Linked DNA regions of Bombyx mori: region 1 is linked to region 2. A link is a contact called in public Hi-C data. All regions are on one chromosome and are shown on one strand. Each heading gives the region's core, a stretch centred on a gene start, on an enhancer-like site or on the middle of the called end of the contact. The rest is flanking DNA. Distances are from core to core; before and after follow the strand shown. Region 1 overlaps LOC101737057 (protein prickle). Region 2 has its middle 5.7 kb from the start of LOC101745956.

What was found. A called contact is a pair of places that touch in the nucleus more often than the background predicts.
Region 1: a contact with region 2 is called in a Hi-C map of whole pupa, with 2.4 times the contacts expected there. The contact joins two enhancer-like sites. A contact is called at or near these places in 2 of 7 Hi-C or Micro-C datasets (both in whole pupa).

The regions. Positions count from the first base shown.
Region 1 is chr19:317,614-323,150 of ASM3026992v2, reverse strand. The region is part of intron 6 of LOC101737057 (protein prickle); the gene reads left to right. Among protein-coding and RNA genes, the nearest start is that of LOC101745668, 29 kb to the right of the region's middle. Within about 2 kb of position 3,605, at least 6 of the 8 cell types and tissues checked have open chromatin away from gene starts, as enhancers often do.
Region 2 is chr19:229,497-234,623 of ASM3026992v2, reverse strand. No RefSeq gene overlaps it. Among protein-coding and RNA genes, the nearest start is that of LOC101745956, 5.7 kb to the right of the region's middle. Within about 2 kb of position 3,828, at least 8 of the 8 cell types and tissues checked have open chromatin away from gene starts, as enhancers often do.

The DNA of each region.
Region 1 (5,537 bases), core at 2,356-4,855, 89 kb before region 2:
TCGTTCATTGATTTTAGTGCAAAAAATACATTACACAAATTATAGGTCTTGGGCAATTTAGTTCCGGTCACACGCGCCGTCATCGGGCTCTGAATATGGCGATGTATTACTGTAAATATTGCTGGAACGCTCCGATAAATGCCCTCATCATCCACTTTATCACTATTCAAAGTTTATTTATGTAACGTCTTTAACTAATTTGAAATCGAAGGAACAAAAAACGGTCCTATCGTCGCGGAACGAAAACGACGTTGCGCCCACCCCTAAAAATAATCACATCCATGAATACATTTAGTACTGAGCTAGAGCAGCCCTAAATAAAAAATCATAGTTCAACGACCCCATTCCGGACATGCTTTATCGTATGGGGCTGTGTACGATTTTTGGCAACGCTTACTCTCTCATAGTAGTGTTCGTTTCATTACTTTGTATATTCCTAAATTACGACAGAATAGGCCGCCTTAGTGGGGACCGACAATCGATAATCGTGGCTATCGATAAAACTATTGTAATTGACATTTATTTTGAACCTTATTAGGAACCCTAAATAGAGTGTTTTAGGTTTGTTGAAATTATAATAAACATTATTGATACATCTTCTACATCATGCTGGAGTTAAAACTAACAAGCTTCCAAACTAGGAATTGACCGTGCCATTAAACTATGTGCTCTCGCAACCTTATCAATGTATGCACGAAATCTAATACATTTAAAATTAATAGTGATAGACTAGTCTAAAGGAAAGATCAAGAAGTAACTTTATCTGGATGTTCAATCGGCAATTTTTCCCAGCCTATTCGCTAGCGTAAGAGGCTATTCCAGATACGCGCGGACGGGTAGGTGAGCTCTTGGGCTCAACCTGAGGGAATTTGCTAGCACTAGCAAGCAATGCTTGACAGAATCTACCACTGAATCGGAATCGCAACCCATTGAGAAGATTCGACGAGAAATTCAATGGGTTGTGTCTATGGGGTAATCGGCAGATTATCAGTTCACGTATTATTGCTGTGAGAGGAATGTGTAGAAGTTGAACTCTCAACAAATCCTCATCGCTCTGCCACTCACCGAGTGTCCGATCCCCGCAGTCAGACTTGAGGCAGTTAGTGCTGGTGACGTCACGTTTTCACACGGGGCGGCCGCTTGTCTCCCACAGCATGCAGCGAAAAGCATTAGTGGAACACTGTTCTCACTAGTTACGTTTTGTTTGACAGACATAAAACACATATTGAATATAATCTGACGAACAACACTAACTTCTCGAAACATTTCGCGAGCCACCTCAATTAAACAGGAATTTTCGACAAATTTTGAGACATACAAGTGGACAATATTCCTACTGAATCTAGAAAACGAACTCATAATTTTATATTTAAAAAACCGAAGCTCCCCTCCCTAACGCAGATACAGATGTATGCGAGCGTTGGCGTTGTCCTTGGATCCAGACCAAACGAGCGAGGTCTAGACCGTGTCTACCATGGTTCTTGGCACGGGGCTAATGCCATAGTTCATGGGATTTACATGCGGCCTTCGTTCGCCGTAATATCTAGCGGATTGAATTCATTTTTATTGAACTTAGAACCTCCCCGAAAAATACACATAATACAATGATGTTTTAAAAAATTTTAAATTAGAACTATGACTTTTGTAACATAAAAGTCAGGGAATATTGTTATTGTATACCTCATAAAAAAGCCATGTATATTATTATACTAGTGTTAAGAATTCTTGTACGTGTTTGTTTTTAAGAGGCTTGAATAAAATATTATTATATTATTTAGTCGCCATATTATTGTAAGATACTTATGGCGTGTTCCAAGAACGCGTATTTATTAAATTAACTGTTTTATCTATTGCATAGAGGTGCGGAAGAGCCCTCACGTCTCCCTGGACAAGTGCTCGCCGGGCCCGTAGACACGGCCGTCCACAGCGAGTCTCAGTTGTATTGCATAAGTCGCCCCACCCCGAACACCGGAACGCAACTGTAGTGGTGTGAACAGATCCATATCATTTAATAGTCGCATCAATGAACATCATAAAAACAACAAAAAAAAACGCGTGCACTTTCCGGTTTTAGCTCTTGTTGTTGTGGCTCTTGTAATATTTTAACGTTTTACTATTATTTTATGGCGTGCAATATAATAATATATTTCAAGTAGTACATGGACGTAATAAATGATTAAAGGACACAGCGATACAAATTACTTGGATCGTGCAAATGTTCATGATCATTTCGAAGTATTCGTAACGCAATGATAAGAAGGCCGATGGACTCGTATTAAGTGATGTGATATGCTGATGTTCACGTACCGCGGGCAGCTCTGATCTAATTAAAATTAATACATATTTAACACATTTTCACGATTGACTTTCACCATGACGGAACCACGCTATAAAACTCAAAGCCCAAATTGAATTTAGGTATTAGGGGTTAAAGTATGAAATTGCCGATTTGTACTGAAAATAGAAATTGTTTTTTTTTCATTTAAGATATTTATTTAATCAAAATATCTACCATTATCATCTATACATTGCTGCCATTTAATAGGAAGGTAATTTATGCCTTTGCGATATAACTCTGGTGATCTAGATTCTACAAGCTATGTGAAAGCATTTTGTACTGCTTCCTGGGAAGAAAACTTTTTATCGCGTATAATATTGTCCAAATAGCCGTCTTCTAGGTATACGTTCCGGTTAGGAGAGTTGGGTAGCTCGTCACGCAAAACAATGACTTTGACCTCATGTCTACAATCTCTATGGGGCAGCCGTTGTAACTATACTTGAGAGCTTAGAACTTATATCTCAAGGTGGATGACACATTTACGTTGTAGATGTCTATGGGCTCCAGTAACCACTTAACACCATGTGGACTGTGAGCTCGTCCATCCATCTAAGCGATAAAAAAAAAACCTCGCCATCGCAGACCGTTGTGTCTGCACTGGAAATCGCAAATAGTTCCCGAGTGACGTCGCGGCGCATTCTCTGTCAATCGTCCGCATTAGCGACACGTGCTAAATCTGTATCGATACGAGTTCGCTTAGTTCGGCTCTCAGCTGCGGTATGTTTGCAAATAAACTATGACGCGGCCCCCCAACAGACTTATTGTCTGCAGACTTGCCAATGCCGTAGAGGCGTCCGGGGAATTTATCTATTGCCGACTATCGAGCCAGGGCCTAAGCGCGCTTCAAACCTAATTGCGATCTATGTTAGATAATATATAACTCTGTATCATCTTCTTGTGACATTTCGATGTCATCTGCACACGCTGGCAGTAAGTGCGTGTGTAAATATATGCACATTGTTCACGAATGATAAGCTAATGACTCAGAAATGAATAGACCGTGCTGTGTTCATAATCTAGAACCTGCGGCCACCGCGAGAGAGGAGGGCGTTGACATGCTGCGTCGACTATTTCCTAAAACATAACACAATTTACTTACAAAGTTATAAATCTCAAAATTTTTAATAAACCTAATAGATTAAAGAAGTGACAACTCCTGCGAAATCACAAATCTCCGACATATTTATCAACTTCCTGTCTATACGTTTCGTTGTTTATGGACAGATCAAAGTGTTCGCGGGACGGGATGCGCAGACGACGTCTCGACGCATCTCCTCCCTCCCCTCTACTCCGCTTCCTCTCTTGTAGGGCTGGCTGCTTCAATTCGTTGACTTATCATATACCTACTGCGCATGTCAATGCTTGCTTATCTATTTTAATATACTATGACATACAATATGGCTTAATAAGGCTATTTTTTAGATGAACTTTGTTCCTGACTGTGGATAAGCTATGCGATTTAGAATTAATGAGGCATCGTTCATCTGAGACTTGGGCCTAATGTCTTAGATGAGTTTTGGTACGTAGCACGCGTTGTTGTGTCAGCGACCCCTGTTAAACCCTAATAAATACGCGTCCTCTAGATATCTATATACTTACAATATGTAACAATATTACGTGCTAGTGAAAACTGCCCGGTCTGCGTCGTGGGTCGCGCTGCTTAGAGATTTTCCTCTTTTGTATGACATACACGCGCGTCACCCGTCGCACGTTCACGATTCCATAACAGAAACTTTAATTAGAAGTTAGACCATTAATCTGATAAAAGATGCACAAACCAAACCTATAACTAGATCGTAAAGGATTCTTGATTGCATCATAAACGTTCGTAAACTTCTGACCTTCGTTAAACAGATACGACTTTTACATCTGAATATGTTTTATAAACTGCTTCTTCTTTCGTCGATTAGGTGGCTTACAAACAATCGATTGAACAAGCATACAAATAACGAAATAATGAAACGTTGCTACATACCTAAGCGCTTCTCTACTGGCCTCAATATGAACAATTCTATGACATCACGTGAGCACAATCTATAAATCCAATAACCTAAATAAAAAACAAACAATCGACAACCCTGTACCATTCCTCCCCCCACATCTGAATCTCGGCACCCTCCCCCTGGCGCCGGATTCACGCTTCTCGCAAATCTATTAGCGTCTAATTGAATTATGTTATATCAATTATTTATTTAAAAAAGGTATTGTATTTTCAACCAGGACAAAGAGGCGACTCATCTGATGTGTACCAAAGTTTCTTTTATGATTAAAAGTTTACTGGTGTCCCGGATGCCTTTCCAGTTTCACCAGGACAGGTGGGCGAGCAAAGGCTCAGCCAGGAGGGGTGGGATTTGCTAACAGCTGCCCGAGCGCCTCCTAAGAAGGAGACCTAACAACTCAAGAGCAACTGCTTCGCGAATGAATCTACTACCGGATCGGAATCGCGGCCCGCTGAGAAGATCCGGCGAGAAACTCAGCGGTCTAATGCATGGGTTAGGTTGCACGTCGACCTCTTTGTCGAGTTCGACGAGTACGGTTATCGATGTAGCAATGTCTTGCGTGTCGTGTCGTGTCGTGTCGTGGAATACTTTATTTTCGCCTGAGGCAAGACAACTGCTCACTGAGAATTTGCGAATTAGCGCAGGCGTATTGTATGTAACACAGCGCTAATTAATGTAACAACGGATTAGCGAGGCGGCTAACATCTAACGCGCTCTTACTCTTTAGAAATTTGTTACTTTTTTATGGATGTGCTTAAACGAGAGGTCAACAAATGGTAAATTGAAATGAAATATTTTGGTCGAGCTGCATGGAGGCCTCACATAGGTTTCTGAGCAACCGACGTGACGCCAATGCATTCAACAATGACCACTACTAACCGGGTCTATGTAACGTTAGCAACCGGGAGTACACCAAAAAAATATTGCTTTTTAGTAAGCAGTTGTGCTCTCGAACCATCTAACATTCATGGTATTCGGATCCTAAAGACATCACAAAGTCAGTGTCACCACCCGCTTTGAGACATGAAGTCCAACTATCACTTAAAACGGATGTACCATCTCTCAAACCCCATAACTGTGACGCTATACAAATATACAGACTGATGGTATCTAACCATGCGAGTTCTCAAAATGACCTACTAAACTACTGAGGGATTAGCATTGACATTGTGACGCCGGGCGTCTTATCCTTAAGGCCA
Region 2 (5,127 bases), core at 2,579-5,078:
GGCACTACGAAGTCTAACGGGTCAGCTAGTACTTAATAAAATTTATATAATAAATGGATATTTCATACACCAGAACAAAGTTCAATCTTTGTTATTATTCTTAATTAATGTTCGTATGATGTAGGTAGTGTAGTGTGTGTGGTTACAAGAACGGGACCACATATTGAGTCTATGACGCGCAGTTCTTTTGTTTTGTTTTTCTGCACAATGGCGGGCGCACGTGCCACCATCTGCCGCAGGAAGCGGCGCTCGACTGGAAGATGGGCTTCTGATACGCTGACAGAGCACGGTCACAGGTGCCCTATCTAACATTAAATCGATACGATTAGATCAATACCGATACCGATAAGAGCCACCTAATTATCAATTTAATATCATGTCATTTTCGCATAATTTCGAATTTATAAAACAACCCGATTATGTGTAATTTTTTTTTCCATTGCTCTGATGTGTGGACGATCTCACAGCCCCCCTGGTGTTAAGTGATTACTGGAGCCCATAGACATCTACAACGTAAATGCGCCACCCACTTTGAGATATAAGTTCTAAAGCCTCAAGTATGCCAAAGGCTGCCCCACCCTTCAAACCGAAACGCATTACTGCTTCACGGCAGAAATAGGCAGGGTGGCGGTATTTCAAGTTATCTTAAAATGCCATTGAAAAATGAGGGCATGGTGCAACTGAGATTGCTTTAGAATTAGCCTTCACGCCGGAATGAATGTTCGCGGCGGCAAGAAGCAGGACAGCGTCACAGAATCTTATAGTTATTAATATTAAAAAACATATCTGTTCAGCAATAAAATTTAGATTTAAAAGACTTCAGACATTTATTTTCATCACTAAAAATAAACAAAAACAAAATCAGTGGATCACAATGTCCACAGCGTTAGGAATCCCATCAGATGAGCACGAGCGGGAGCCGCACAGCGACCCCCTGCCTCCTGACTCTTATTATAAGATGCCTTCAGCTCTAACGGTAGGAGCAGGCTTAGGGATTCTGGTAATTTCCTCCCGATCCACTAACGGTGCTTTTAGGTACCTCAAGCACCGTCATCGTTCTTGTCGAACCCATCGCTTGCGACGAAAGGCTCGACAAGTAAATTAACCCACAGATACAGCCCACTGAGTTTCTGGCCGGATCTTCTCAGTGGGTCGCGTTTCCGATCCAATGGTAGATTCTGCGAAGCACGATTCTTGCTAGGGTTCGTGTTAGCAACGTCATCAGGTTTGAGCCCCGTAAGCTCACCTACTAGTTAAGGTTACGCTGAAATAGCCTCTCACGGCTATCCAGCTTTGGTAGGAAAAAAAAACTGGTAACAATTTTAAAAAAAACCTTGGGTGTGCTTCAAGGACGAACGTCCTCCTCCAGTTCTTAACGATGCTCACAGCATACTGTTTAAATCAACTATTTACCTTAGAAACTTACATTCTGGTCAAGTAATTAATAGATCAGGCCAGATGTCCATACTCAGTTTAAAAAAAAAATTTCAATATATCATTAAGAAAAACAAGAAAATATAGACAGAAACTCTTATTTCTGGGTATGTGAAGAGAAGCCTGAAGCAATTATATAATGCAATAAATTAAATAGTTTTAAGCATAAATGTGGATATAAGTATGTACTAATATCTGTTGAAGTTTATTTATAGTTATGTACAGTTATGAACAGCGTCGTGTCAGTCACGATACCAATCATGTTAGATTAATAACAAAAAGTAAATTGTTAAGTCCAATACAAGTGAACTCGGTTCGTATGACTATTATGTTTAGATCTCTTAGTGCGGGATTCAAATAATACAAGATGCAAGGCAGCCCACATAACCCACATTGCGTGCAGTACAACAGACATTACCTACCCGCCTTATTAATCGCGACTACTAAAACTTATGGTCGTTATAGAGAAATCATCGGACTTCCGTTACAACGAAACTGATATAATTTTATGAGCATTAATTTTAAGACCGATACACGGACGTACACGCTTACGTACCTACGTGCGCTGGTTTCTATTATGACGTAGACAATGTGTTGGGCACCACAAGTCAATATGTTCCAGGCTGTGACAGCAACAAGCGAACTGGTGTATGTAAGTGCTCCGCTTATTGTCGCCCGGGTGCGAATGTCTACAGGAAGCGATCAACCCTCAATTACAAGACAACTTACATGTTTATTCCGTACCAAACATAATTTTATCCCAATTAATTACAAACAGAACTTCATATTTAAAAAATAAATCAAGAATTTCTTAAATAAATTAAATTTAATTATATAAGCAGTGTGCTAACACAATAATTTACCGGGCTTACAAGTGATACATCGAGCACAGTAGAACAATGAATGTTTAGAACGATTGAATATCAAGATAAAATGGCTTCATCTGTTTTATTGTAACACTCGTTATGTGAATAAATAAATAAATTAAAGCCAAATACACTTACATAAAATTACATAATCCATACGAAGAAGATTCTTTTAAATAATTTAAGTAAAATTGTCTTGAGTATGGTTATTAAAATTGCATAATGCTTGCTTGCTGCCTACGGACGATGATCCTAATGTCGAAATCAAATAAGGCACTAATTAGGAGCAATCAATAAGCGCGTTATATATAAATAATTGACATAATGTAGCTGTCGTGGGATGTGGACACAACGCAGTAGATATATTTCTCAAAATTAACGGAAAAATATGTTTAAATTATAATAATTCAATGCGAAGTAACCAATTCTGGAATCGAAACAGATGATAATTATAGTTAATTAAGTTTATTAGATTGTGATATCTATTTAGGTTTCCACAATATGTAATACTCGTATCACAGATTTCAGTCTACTCAAATGTAAATAATGTCTCAACACTTTGAGTTCTGTTTTCTAATACAAGATTTTTCACTTCCGAGCACCGGTCATCATACCGTTCCTGGTGGGATGAGCCCGTATCTTATTGTATCCGGTCTCATCATATACCTTCATAGAACGTAAGTAAGCAAAATAATACGTTGCATGTCATGATGCAAAATAAATTGCGTTGTTGTCTCTGCGCAGACGTATGGGAAGATGATCTAAGTACTCCATTTCGATAAAGCGGCACGACACGAGAACCCTCTCATCGTGGCCGCGGGTAACTACATTGCCAATCCTGCGGACCAAATGGTAAATAGTCGACGTCGCCCAAAACACGTCATCTCGGGTTTAGGTACACCAAGCACCGGTCATCGTTCTCGTCGAACCCGTCGCTTGCGACGAAGGGCTCGACGAGTAAATTAACCCACAGACACAGCCCATTGAGTTTCTCGCCGAATCTTCTCAGTCGGTCGCATTTCCGATCCGGTGGTAGATTCTGCGAAGCACGGCTCTTGCTAGGGTTCGTGTTAGCAACATCGTTAGGTGTGAGCCCCGTGAGCTCACCTACTAGCCTGGTGACGCTGACATGGTCTCTCTAGACCATCAGCTTAGGTAGGAAAAACAAAAAAGATCTAAGTATAGATCGTTATAATTATCTAGGGATAACTACGGTGTAAAGCGCGGAATTGATTAATGAGTTTGATTGAAACTATTCTATTTGGATGTTGAATGGTCAATGACAGTTGCAAAAAGAAAATCAAATACGGCGACGTCGAGACACGGTACCTTACATGTCGCAGGAAGATTTTCGCGAGGCAAGGTAAATGATAAGTGGGCCGGAGCACGTAGGCACGTTAATTGGCAGCATTGCCCACCGGCCCGCTGGCCATAAACGAACTCGGCGTGGGCAGAGCGACGCACCGTCTCCCGCACCACCAGCCGTGAGACCGGCAAGCTGCCCGCCCGCCTCCCGCGCTCCTCTGTACATGTGCAGCTCGGGGGAGGCGCGACAGGTCATGCTGCGCTGGTCACAATACAACCGTCAGCCTAGTGGATATATTCGACGATTGTCTCGCTTTGCTTCGGATTAATGTTTTCATTCAGCGTTTAGCAGACGTCCGCCGTCTGGCTTTGTTTAATTTACTATGGTTCACGTTAAATGCATAGAATCAGAGAGAAAATAGCGCGACACGCTACTCTAGATACTCCACAATACTAATTATTTGTTTCGTTATATTTTTATAACTTATATTATATTAATCCTTTACCTGCATTATTGCATTTTGTCTTAAAAATTTATGCGCGGGCATGTCGTTACTTCAACAAGTACTCCGCAACACATTTATCCTTTATCTATATCGTTTTATTAAGATTCGATTGTTAGTGCTGACATGCTCAAGCTAACCTGTTCTAAGCAATCACTTGTTCTTATTATTACAACTAAGAAGCACTATTTAGGCTTTATAAAATTACTTTCGTTTAAATTTTAAAACGTGGGCTAACAATCAGAATTGAGGCAAACATCAACAATTCGAACTGTAGCCTGTCTCAGTGGCCGAGTTGCAAGAAGTCTTTAAGTTTTCAAAACAAAAAATAGGCCGATGGTATTGAACGCCGAAAACGGCATTTAATCTGTTGGGAGCGGCGTCTATTTCGGTCGTTGTCCATCCATCGGGGGCTCGTGATACGCGGCTATTCCGGGCCGGGGCAGGTTTTCGGGGAATGTCAACAAACGAACGGGCTCTCATTCAATGAACTCTATGCACGGCGTCGCCGGTGGCGGACCGGTCCCCGCAGCTATTCATAAAAATTATGCTCCCAGAGGCACTCAATGGACCGCCGGCTCTCGGACGAACCTTCCAACGAGCCCTTTATGGCGCACGAATCGGGTCACGTATTCTTTTTTCCGAATTTTTAAACGTGATGAAACAAAACCTTCCTTTTCTCGCAGCGTCCCGTCGGCGGTCTCCTTCGAGCGTTGCGGAGAATTACTCGATTTCACAGCGCGCCGTACTCATGCGCCGCCGGACGATTATATCAAGCAGGTGTCGATTGTACAAGTGTATGAAAAACTTTACAAAAAGTGGGAGACTCTCGCCACTATGCCCTGGCCCGCTACCGCTCTTCAGACGGTTGCACAACCCGTCGAGGAGCAGCGCCGCTGGTACAATTACCTTACGATATTATCAGGGTCTTGCTCGGTATTGCTTGATATCGCTCGAATTCAAACTAGTTCAAGATTATAACAATTAGCGTTAGGTGCGGCCGCTACCAGCGAACACGA